Regions from separate parts of the Triticum aestivum genome. Here region 1 is linked to region 2. A link is a contact called in public Hi-C data. All regions are on one chromosome and are shown on one strand. Each heading gives the region's core, a stretch centred on a gene start, on an enhancer-like site or on the middle of the called end of the contact. The rest is flanking DNA. Distances are from core to core; before and after follow the strand shown. Region 1 holds the start of LOC123124812. Region 2 holds the start of LOC123121557 (dormancy-associated protein homolog 3).

Region 1 (5,017 bases), core at 2,433-4,932, 280 kb after region 2:
TCTCTTCCGCGGCTCCTCCTCCCTCCTGCAACAGGGCATGACCGGACGTTGACCATGACGACGCGCGACGCGGCCTTCTCGGTGCTGTTGGGAGAGATGCTCTGCTCCGGCGTCTTTTTTTTAAAAGAAAAAAAACAATCTTTGCCGTCTGTAGTTTAATCTGACTGACGGCAAAGCACACTTTTTGACTAACGGCAAATAACGCGTTCTTTGCCGTCTGCTATTTTTTGCCAGACGACAAATTCACAGATTGGCTGACGGCAAAGTCTTTGCCGTCTGTCCGACAAAAAGCTGACGGCAAAGTTTTCTTTGCCGACTTATCTTTGCCGTCTGACTTTGCCGTCTGCTTCCTGACGGCAAACTCTTTGCCATCTAGATTTAGGTCTTTGCCGTCTGTAATCCACAGATGGCAAATTACCTTTTTCCTGTAGTGGCCGCTTCCTGGCGAGCGCCAACTTGAGCGCGGACGACATCATAGATGTCACGCTACTCCACGACGAAGTTGGAGCACGCTGCGGCCATGGCCGCCACGGCCTCCTCGTTCGCGTGTTCGCCGTAGATTTGGCCCTCTGCCAGCCGGTGTTGCTCCAGGAGGAACATGTTGTACCGATGTTCCTCCTGCGCCTGCTGGAGCACCGACAAAGGCACCTGCGCAGGCTGCACCTCGGCCATGGCGGCGTTGTAGTCCGCCTGCGCCTACTTCATGGTGAAGTCGGCGTGCACAAGAGGCATGGGAGCCGAGGCGGTGTCGTCGGAGTCCGTCTTCATCATGGTGTCGGCCTTGTCGTCAGAGACCTCGGGCGAGCTGGCCGACAAGCCCGCCTCGATGCGCCTGGCACGGCGGATCTGCCAGGCGGCGGCAAGGGCGGTCACCGCATGCTTCATCTAAATGGAAAGGCTCTTCCATAGAGCTTCGCCGCCTGCAGTCACAGCGGATGCCATGCAAGCGAGGAGGATGCGGAGCGTCTTGTGTTGTGGAGTGGAGTTAGCCGGGTGTGGCCGCCTTTAAATAGCAGATTCTGGTGAGGCCAGGCGTCTGGGTGCGTCAACATGCAGTGTCGGAGTGGATTTCTCAGGCGGCGAGCCTGCTTAATGCGGCGTACGGATGGACGTACGGGGCATTCAACAGGCATGGTACATATTCGTCATGTCCAGTCACTCATCTCCGGCATTGAACATGTGCAGACACCGAAGACGCGTCGCGCGCCGCTTCAATAACGGAGGCATTGAAAGGTCGCGTCCGCCCTGAGCCGTCTTCAATGTGGAGCGGCGCAAGCTACAACGGCATGAATGCGAGCAGCTGGCACTGGGCAAGAACGCGCGCCGGCGAGGGAGGAGGGGTTTAGGTGGGCCAAGGCGGTTATAAGAGGGCATGGGAGCAGTCCGGACTCCCGCAAAGCCCCCACGTTTGTCTGCAGTTTGCGGGAGAAAGTACGTCCGGGTCATGCCGCGGACCGATATAGACCGCATTGGATAGCTTCTGCGGTTCGAACAATTCGAATCGCATGCGGTAAGTTTGTGGGTCGGTGTTGGAGATGCCTTAGGTAAGATATGTTCTGCTCTATTAGCAGAGCACACACCCATCGGATTCTGAACTCCTGAAAAGGCTATTGTAAACCACTAAAGTCTCCTTTGATTTGTAGGAACCCAAAAGATAGGATTTGCATATGAAAAATTCTTTTAGAGCCCTTTGGTTTGTAGGAATAGAATCTTATTTCTATGGAGAAATTTTTTCTATCCTTCACATTTTATAAGAAAATAAATATTAGCCTAAACTCAATGATTTTTTATGATATGAATCAGATGGCATTTTCTTTTCTATTTCTATTCATAGGATTTCAGATACATGTCATTTCATTTTCTATGATTTTTCTATTTTTATGACTTTCCTATCACCAAAGTAGGCCTAACTTCTTCGATGAGCGGCCTATGCTATTGGAGTGTGTGCGGGAAATGGTTTTTTGTTACAGGATGGTTCAAACTCCCGATCGCCGTTGCTTATCGCCATGCGTGGTGCTCTAGCTCTATGGCCATGTCAATCCTGGTTCGGAAACCTTTGCAGTAGTAAATGGAGAATTCACGATGGTCTTTTATTTTCTGTCGAGCGTGCCAAACCAAAACAAAAGAAGCAAAAAATCCGTTTGAAAATGTTTTGGTAATGGAACCTACTCCGATAAATGCTCAATTGCTCATGGCCTAGAGTAGACATGAGTGGAAAGGAAGGGCAAACCGGAGCCGAGCGTTTTAGATTGATCGATTGATCTCCACAGTCGGAATCAGAAAAGAGAGAGGAAAAGATTGAAAAATAGACTGTCACGAGTAGATCTTTGAATCTAAGGGGAGACTCGATTTTCCCCGCTGAGTTACCACTTGCTCCACTGGAGGAAGTAACATCAATCGCGTTCGGATTAGGTAAAGTTCCGGCAAAGTCAGCATTATCCAAAAAATTCGGGAAAAGAGAAATACTGAATTCGACCATGTACCGACAGCTTAGGATTCAGGGATACTGCTTTTCGCCCCTTCTCTTTATATTCCTCGATCCATTATCCACCGGTCAGTTTCATAGCAGTAACTAAGGATTTAGATCATATTCCTATAGTCCTATATTTCACCTTCAGCCTCAGCTAGGATTTCTTCTTCTTCTTTTCCTTTCCTTTTTGTCGATGGAAACTACGCCCTTCCCTTTAAGAGCAGGCTGTGGCGAGAGAAGGAGCAGACATTAGACAGTGGCCGATCCGAAGTGGATGTGTCTTTGCCACGCTTTTGTGCTGGCGCTGCGTCTTCCCGTTCTTTTTCTCCGTGACGATAACGCTGTCATTTTCACGTAGGAAAAGTACGATTGCGGTGAGTCAGCGACCGCGACTCGTGCGATGGAGGAGATGTCTATTTTATACGCCTTACTTATTACATACGTACTCCGATTGAATTTTTTTAAGGAACTGAATTGAACTTTGTGCTGCGTACATGGCTTAGATAAACATGTGCGCCGAATTTGATCATATTATTAACCCGTTTTTTAGGAACTGAACTGAACTATGTACCACGTAGCCGATTTTATTTCAGACGATCTTAAAATAAAATCTCGTTTCGTCAACTTCGGTTACAACTGGAGACTAGTAGTACGATCGTTCCCCGGGGCTGGGAGCCACGGCGAGGCCGCAGACGTTACCGAGGATGGTCGGGTAGATATCGGCGAACGGGGAGCCGGAGAACACCGCGCGGTAGCACCCGGCGCCGGCCGTCTCCAGCGCGCGGCAGCAGGCGTCGCTGCCGCGCACGCCGAAGAAGGACCTGACGATGTCGTCCGTGCAGCTCTCCGCCACCACCCGCGACGCTGCCTCCGCGCTGCCGCTGCAGCCAACGGCGGACGGCGCCTCCGCGATCTCTGCCGCGGCGGTGGCCGGCGACGAGGTCGATGTTAGCAGCAGCAGGACCAGTGGGACGAACAATGGAGGGAATGGCCGGGACATGTTGGATACTGTACTTGGAATTCTTGCGAGCTGTGACTGATGTGCTGCAAATAGAATGACCGGCCATGAATTATAAGGTCGAGCGATGTGCGGTTGTCTCCTCCGTTTCTTAGTTTCGAATCAGCAACGCGCGTTTGCTGATCCGTAAGCTGCACCGGAGTTTGTATCCACGCGTTTTTTATTTCTTCATAGAAACGTTTGTATCCACGCGCAGGCGGTGACCCACACGGATTTTCTCCCAATGCTCCAGACTACACGGAATGGGTCACCAACTTTCAGAAATGCATATTGGGCCAGGCCTAATGAAGCGAACCAACAGGCTTTATTTGGGCCGGTTCAGCGTCTTGAAAGTTTTCAGGTCCTCAAAGAAAGTTCTTCATCGATTAAAAAAAAGATCTTCAAGGGCCAACCTATATTAATCATTCCTTTAATTCTTAAGAGCTGTGCACTGTTCTAACAAAAAAGAGTTGTTGGTCAGAAAAAAAAGAGTCGCACTCTAAAAAAAGAGTTGTGCACAATTTGCTAAAACGGAATACCTTTGCAAAAAAAAAAATAGCATTTTATTATTCTTATAATAAAGAGGGCAGCAATCCTTTAAGAACTTCGCAGCTACAGCTGTGCATATGTAGTACCGGGCACTCCAGTATGGGCGCATGACTAAACTGGAGGCAACATTATTCCGCCCTCAAAGTCATGATGGAATTGGAAGCACCCGAATTAACTAGCTTAGCTCACTCTGCGCGTCGGTGATCTGTTTCCTCTTCGACGTACCACACGGCTAGCGTTCAAACAAGCTAGCCTAGAAGATACGATACCAGACTAACCAAAAGGCCATCGTATATATTACATGCATCCAGCTGCCGGAATCCAATCCCTGTGCCGTGCAATCATATGGCTATGGGACACGCCCGCCCTATAAAAACAGCAGAGGTTTAATGCCACAGGCCCGGCGCCCATCCCGGACGAAACACGGAAACACGCTAAACGCAGCGATCCATTTACTACCACGAACGAAGCATGAATGGAGAAAAATTTAACCGCCACCGACCTGTGTAGTGCAGATCACATGGCACGATGGCTTTTCCCGTACCCTAAATTTGTAAGATGAGCTTTGCGCGTCACTGCATGCATGCATGCATCGTGCGGTGCCTTGGAGAAGCCGGAAGCGCGCCGCGCGCTTTTGCGTGCGCTTCCCGTGTGGAGTGGGGTGGGCTCGTTGGCCCGTCGGTACTCAGCGGTCATGTGCCTGCACGTTGCCGAGACCGGCTTTCCAAGCGATGCCCTGGCTGGCTGGCTGGCCTTATCTGAGAATACATCCTCTAGCATGATTGATCTGTGCTAACGTACAGTACGTACACAAGTTCAGGCCACGTATGTGACTTGTGTAGTATTGTATAATAAAGTGAGATTAAGCAAAGTGACACGGAGTAAGTTTCATTTTTATTAGTACGTTACCACGAGGCTAGCTGAATATTTAAAGATTGAGAACGGGGATGTGATAACGGTTGTGCGGTTCGTTTAAACAATCCGGAGCAGAATAATGTTCA
Region 2 (4,852 bases), core at 1,262-3,761:
GACCCCAAATATGGCTCCTCAGATCTCGTGGAGCTCCACCGCCACCTTCCTTCAAAATTTCCACCCAAGTTATAGGCAATGAAAGGTTTTTTTTTGAACATCAGTACACACACAAGCGCTCATATACACGCGCATACATTCATCACTATGAACGCACAAATGCACACCCTACCCCTATGAGCACCTCCGAAAAACCGAGCCGGCATATCATCTTGAGATTTACGAAGTCACCGTAGGCGCCTCGTCGTCGACGGTAACGTCTCCTCTCACTGAAAGTGCATCGCCGAAAATTCTGAAATAAATTCAAGAATAATGCGAGCACCAGGACTTGAATGACCTGAGGATACCACTGTTCCTCTTACCATCCACTCTTACCATCCAACCACATCCACATGTTGCTTCGCATAGGCAACGAAAGATAAATATCCCAACCTCGACGAATAGTCGTGCCATGGCGTCGTCAACGTCGATCACCACACAAATTTATGACCTGTCAGACATCAACAGCTCCATCCGCTTGACCCTGCAATGCAAAGGAGGACGGTGACATCGGAAAATTCAGGCAAGCCTCCCGTCGATCTGACACCAGGAATTCTTCGAAGCAAATTATTGGTGCCGTGCCTTTTCTCTGAACCAGCCCTAAGCAAGAAGAGGATGGATACCTTACAATAATCTATCAGAGGAGTGGCTCACCAGAGATTCACCTTTTCTCTCTCAAAAAATAAAAAAACTAGAGACTCACTTTGTTTTAGAAAGACCATGCTGCTAAACTAGGCCTTAGCCATGCATTACACTCGTCAAGCTCCTTGATGACTTTCCTTGAAAACCTTCACCAAAACGCTCAACGATCGATAAATATCCTAGTTCTCGTCGGCAAATGAGGTGCCCCGTGCAGTCAGTATCACGAGCAAGTACACCCTCCGATCTGTCAAATCGTCAAGAGGCCCATCCTTTTGACCCTAACCGTACAGAGAAGACTGAGCACACATAACCTTCACATCGATCTGACACCACCCTCGAACACGAATCGAGCAAATTATTGGTGCCATTTCTTCAACTAGCCCGACCAACCAGGGAGGACGCCTGACAATAATCACAGGAGTGGAGGCTCACTTAGCCATGCATTATTGCAGACATATTTTACACTGCATGCATTAGCACATGCTGCCCGCGGGCCTTGTACAGAGCAGCTAGAGCTCAACATCCCCTCTGATCTAGTGCATCTACTGGTAGGATTTACACACACACACACACTTCACATCGGTCTCATTCGCCTCAGGTCGTTGCACGTCGCCGGTTGCCTACTACCAAAGTTTTCCTTGAGCTACCACTCGGATCCATCTAGCACATCCTTTGCTACGAAAACTCGCACCATCTCACGTGGAGTGGATGTTTACAGCGGAAGTAGTACTAGTACGTACATAACTGATACAGTAACATATACTGGGACAGGGTTCCATCTTCCGGTCAAGTTTGCAGCTACTCTCCTTGTGCTCGTGCGCTTCTCCGTCTTGGTGGATCTTCTTCTTTTTTCACGGTTAGCGGTCGAGCGAACTGATCACCACCCTGCAAGAGACAAGGTTCAGAGGCATCAGATTTATGGCTACTGTACTAGATAGAGTCATGGTGGTTGGATCTAGCATTTGGGTTCGTGATGTGGTGCGCTCGAAAACAAGAGGGGATATTCGGTTTGAACTTTGAAGCCAACGCACCAGTCGAAGACGGTGGGGCTCCTGGGGGTGCCGGGGCTGGCCTCCATGCCGTCGGCGGCCATCCTGCCTTTGCGGCGCAGCTTACTCCAACCACTCTCTCCCCTGGGTGTCGTTGCTGCAGTCACAAGCAAGCATGTCAGCCACATCACGCCGGCCTCGTCGTACGAGATAAAAAATAGGAGGCAAAGGTGTGATAAGATACCTGTGCTGAAGGGGGAGTCGGGGACGCTGGCCGGGGACGAGGGCGCGGAGCCGGAGCCGGACTCGCCGCGCGGCGACGTCACGGACAGAGCCGGCGGGCGGAGGATGGTGATGCTCCGCGTCACCGCCGGCGCCGCCACGTCGGCCGACGGCACGGCAGCGGTCGTGCCGGCCGCCGAGGAGGACGGGGAGAAGGAGGCGTACTTGCGGAGCCTGCCGAGGCCGTGGTCCGGCCGCGGCCCGGCCACCGTGTCGTCCCACAGCTGGTCAAGAAGCCCCATGGAGCGCACGACGATCCGATCAAACCTGCGCGTTGCACGTACGTGGTAGATCAGGAGCCACGTTCATACAATCATGATCATCTCCTCTTCTTCCTCCGGTTAATCTGTTCTTGCCTCGCGTGTTCTTGGCCGAGAGGGAGGGGCAAGGGGATGGAACTGATTATTACCTTTGGTGTCGAAGGGTGTGTGTGGCGCAGGCGCAGGCGCAGGCGCAGTGGATCCTCCTTCGTTCCTTCCTTCTTTGTTGGAGGGAGGGAGCGGGTGGAGTTTTATAGATGAGGCCGAGGGGTGGTGGGGAGGGGACGTAGGCGAGATATTTGGGGGGCGTACGCAACTCTGGGATCGCCCATCTTTCTGTTTCCGGGCTCCGCCTTGCGCGGTCGGCTCGGCTCCTGCGGTCCAGCGTAGCCGACGCAGTTTTTAGCCGTCCGGGATTAGGAAATGGATAGAGTGGGAGTGGATAAAATGGGAGGTGTGGTGTTATTTTCGGGGTCTTCGTCGGTAATTGCGGGTGATGAGTCAAACAAACCGGATAGGGTTGTTATATCGGATAAAAGTAGTTTGGGATGCGGATTCCCGCTAGTGTCGGAGTACTGAATCGGCTCAACCTGCAAAATGGATTTTTTTTTCTTTGAGGATCTGCAAAATGGATCTTGAGGTGTCAAGGACATGATAATGATGTCATCTATATCTACACCAATATAAAAAGACCCAAAAGAGCAGATTCAATTAATCTCGTCCATTAAATCATGTCGATCCAATGACCTAGACCGCTTCAATGTCGAGCGCTCAACACGTTTAGCGTGCATTTAATTTCATGCTAAATATAGTGCTAATCACATAATAACACGCAAATAATATCCTACTTAATATCCGCATGCACTAGTAAAACTATTCATCACCCAGGATGCAGAATAAGTTATTCTTCACCCGAGATAATCTTACGGTCGCTTCATAAACAAATTACGTTCGGAATACAAATAGTTACATTCATATTGATTCACTATGTAAAATTTGGTATAAGAAAACAAAAAAAAAAGTTATAAGATCAGAAATATCACATTTTATGTATGTTTTACACTATGTTTTTACGTTCGTAATTTTACGTAACATAAAATATTTTTTACGGCGAGTATATATTTTCTTACGTTCTTTTTTTAGTATGAAATAAGAAGAAATTTACGAAACCTAAAAATACGGTGCAGTGATGTCAAAATAGAGAGGGGTGAAGAATAACTATTCCTCACCCAGGGTGACGAATAGCGTGACCCATGCACTTAATATACTTTCAAATTAACATGCATTACACGTACACGTTGACTAGTCTAGTAAATGTGACATACTCAGAAAACCTAAAAAAAATGTCTTCTTTTAAGGACTCAATAGTTGGCAACATTTTTGCTTGCGGTTTCTTTAGAACCCGTTGCATTTTCTTCCGAGAAGCATGGCAGCATATGAGAAGATGGAAATTTTGAGGCAAAAACGAGCAGAAATTGTCATCATTTGATACCGTGTTGCAACTAAAACGGGGCGTTTGTGTATATATATATATATATATATATATATATATATATATATATATATATATATATATATATATCTTGTTACTACAGATAAGGCTAAGATATAATTCATGATACATTTGCTTATTACCAGCTCTAAATTACGTGGCAAAGCTAAGATAAGTGGATTTTTTTTGGTCCTTGCCATTACCGAACTTGATATTCGGATCACCCCCTCCCCCTCAAACTTTCCTATTTTAGTCTGTACCACTAGCTTTGCAAAGAAATAATGTGTATGTCCTTACGCGTCGTCTTCGCCAATTGCCTCCAGGTTGATTTTACTTTGCTCTATTTCCTTCCATATGGGACCACTACGCAGCGTCAACCGCAATGTTGAGGAGTGTTAGAGGAAGAAGAGATTCAACACACTTGCATTAGCTCAGAGGCTGGGTTTGTATACAGTTACATGACCGCAGCCACGGCTAGATCGTGTGCCACTACTCTTGCCACTACGCCCACTACAGGCACTACCACGGTCTGGGCGTGAACACAACTGCACGCGCACACGCGCTGGCAACACACGCACACACACACATTGACTATGTCTGCTGACACCCCCCGCAGTCGTGACATCGTCGGAGGAGACGCAAAGACTGGAGCGGAATTCTCTGAAGATGTCTGCTGGCAGCCCCTTGATCATCACGTCGGCGAACAGCTGTCGCGTGGGGACATGCAGGATGCGGAACTCGCCCAACGCGATGCGCTCGCGGACGAAGTGGATGTCGAGCTCGACGTGCTTCGTGCGCTGGTGATGAACGGGGTTGCTGGAGAGGTAGACAGCTGAGATGTTGTCGCAGAAAACCAGTGTGGCGGAGCGCACCGGGCAGAGCAGCTCACCGAGGAGCTGCCGGAGCCAGACGCACTCGGCGACTGCATTCGCCACGGCGCGGTACTCAGCTTCCGCGCTGGAGCGGGACAGAGTAGCTTGGCGCTTGGATGACCAACTGACGAGGGCGTCGCCGAGGTAGACGCAGAATCCAGAAGTGGAGCGGCGCGTATCTGGGCAACCGGCCTAGTCCGCGTCAGTGTAGGCGCGTAGATCGAGGTTCGTCGAGGCATGGAGATGGAGGCCGAGACCGGTGGAGCCCCGAACGTA

What was found. A called contact is a pair of places that touch in the nucleus more often than the background predicts.
Region 1: a Hi-C map of leaf shows a contact between it and region 2, with 6 times the contacts expected there. The contact joins the promoter of LOC123124812 here to the promoter of LOC123121557 in region 2. A contact is called at or near these places in 3 of 5 Hi-C or Micro-C datasets (all in leaf) and 1 of 1 datasets of contacts at active chromatin or transcription factors (leaf).

What each region holds. Positions count from the first base shown.
Region 1 is chr5D:333,113,473-333,118,489 of IWGSC CS RefSeq v2.1, forward strand. LOC123124812 reads right to left here and starts at 3,683. Exons shown (of 1, transcript XM_044545365.1): 1 at 3,039-3,683. The coding sequence starts at 3,470. The coding sequence ends at 3,114.
Region 2 is chr5D:332,838,974-332,843,825 of IWGSC CS RefSeq v2.1, forward strand. It overlaps LOC123121557 (dormancy-associated protein homolog 3), which reads right to left and starts at 2,512. Exons shown (of 4, transcript XM_044541567.1): 1 at 2,362-2,512; 2 at 1,915-2,219; 3 at 1,713-1,827; 4 at 1,099-1,566. The coding sequence starts at 2,194. The coding sequence ends at 1,539.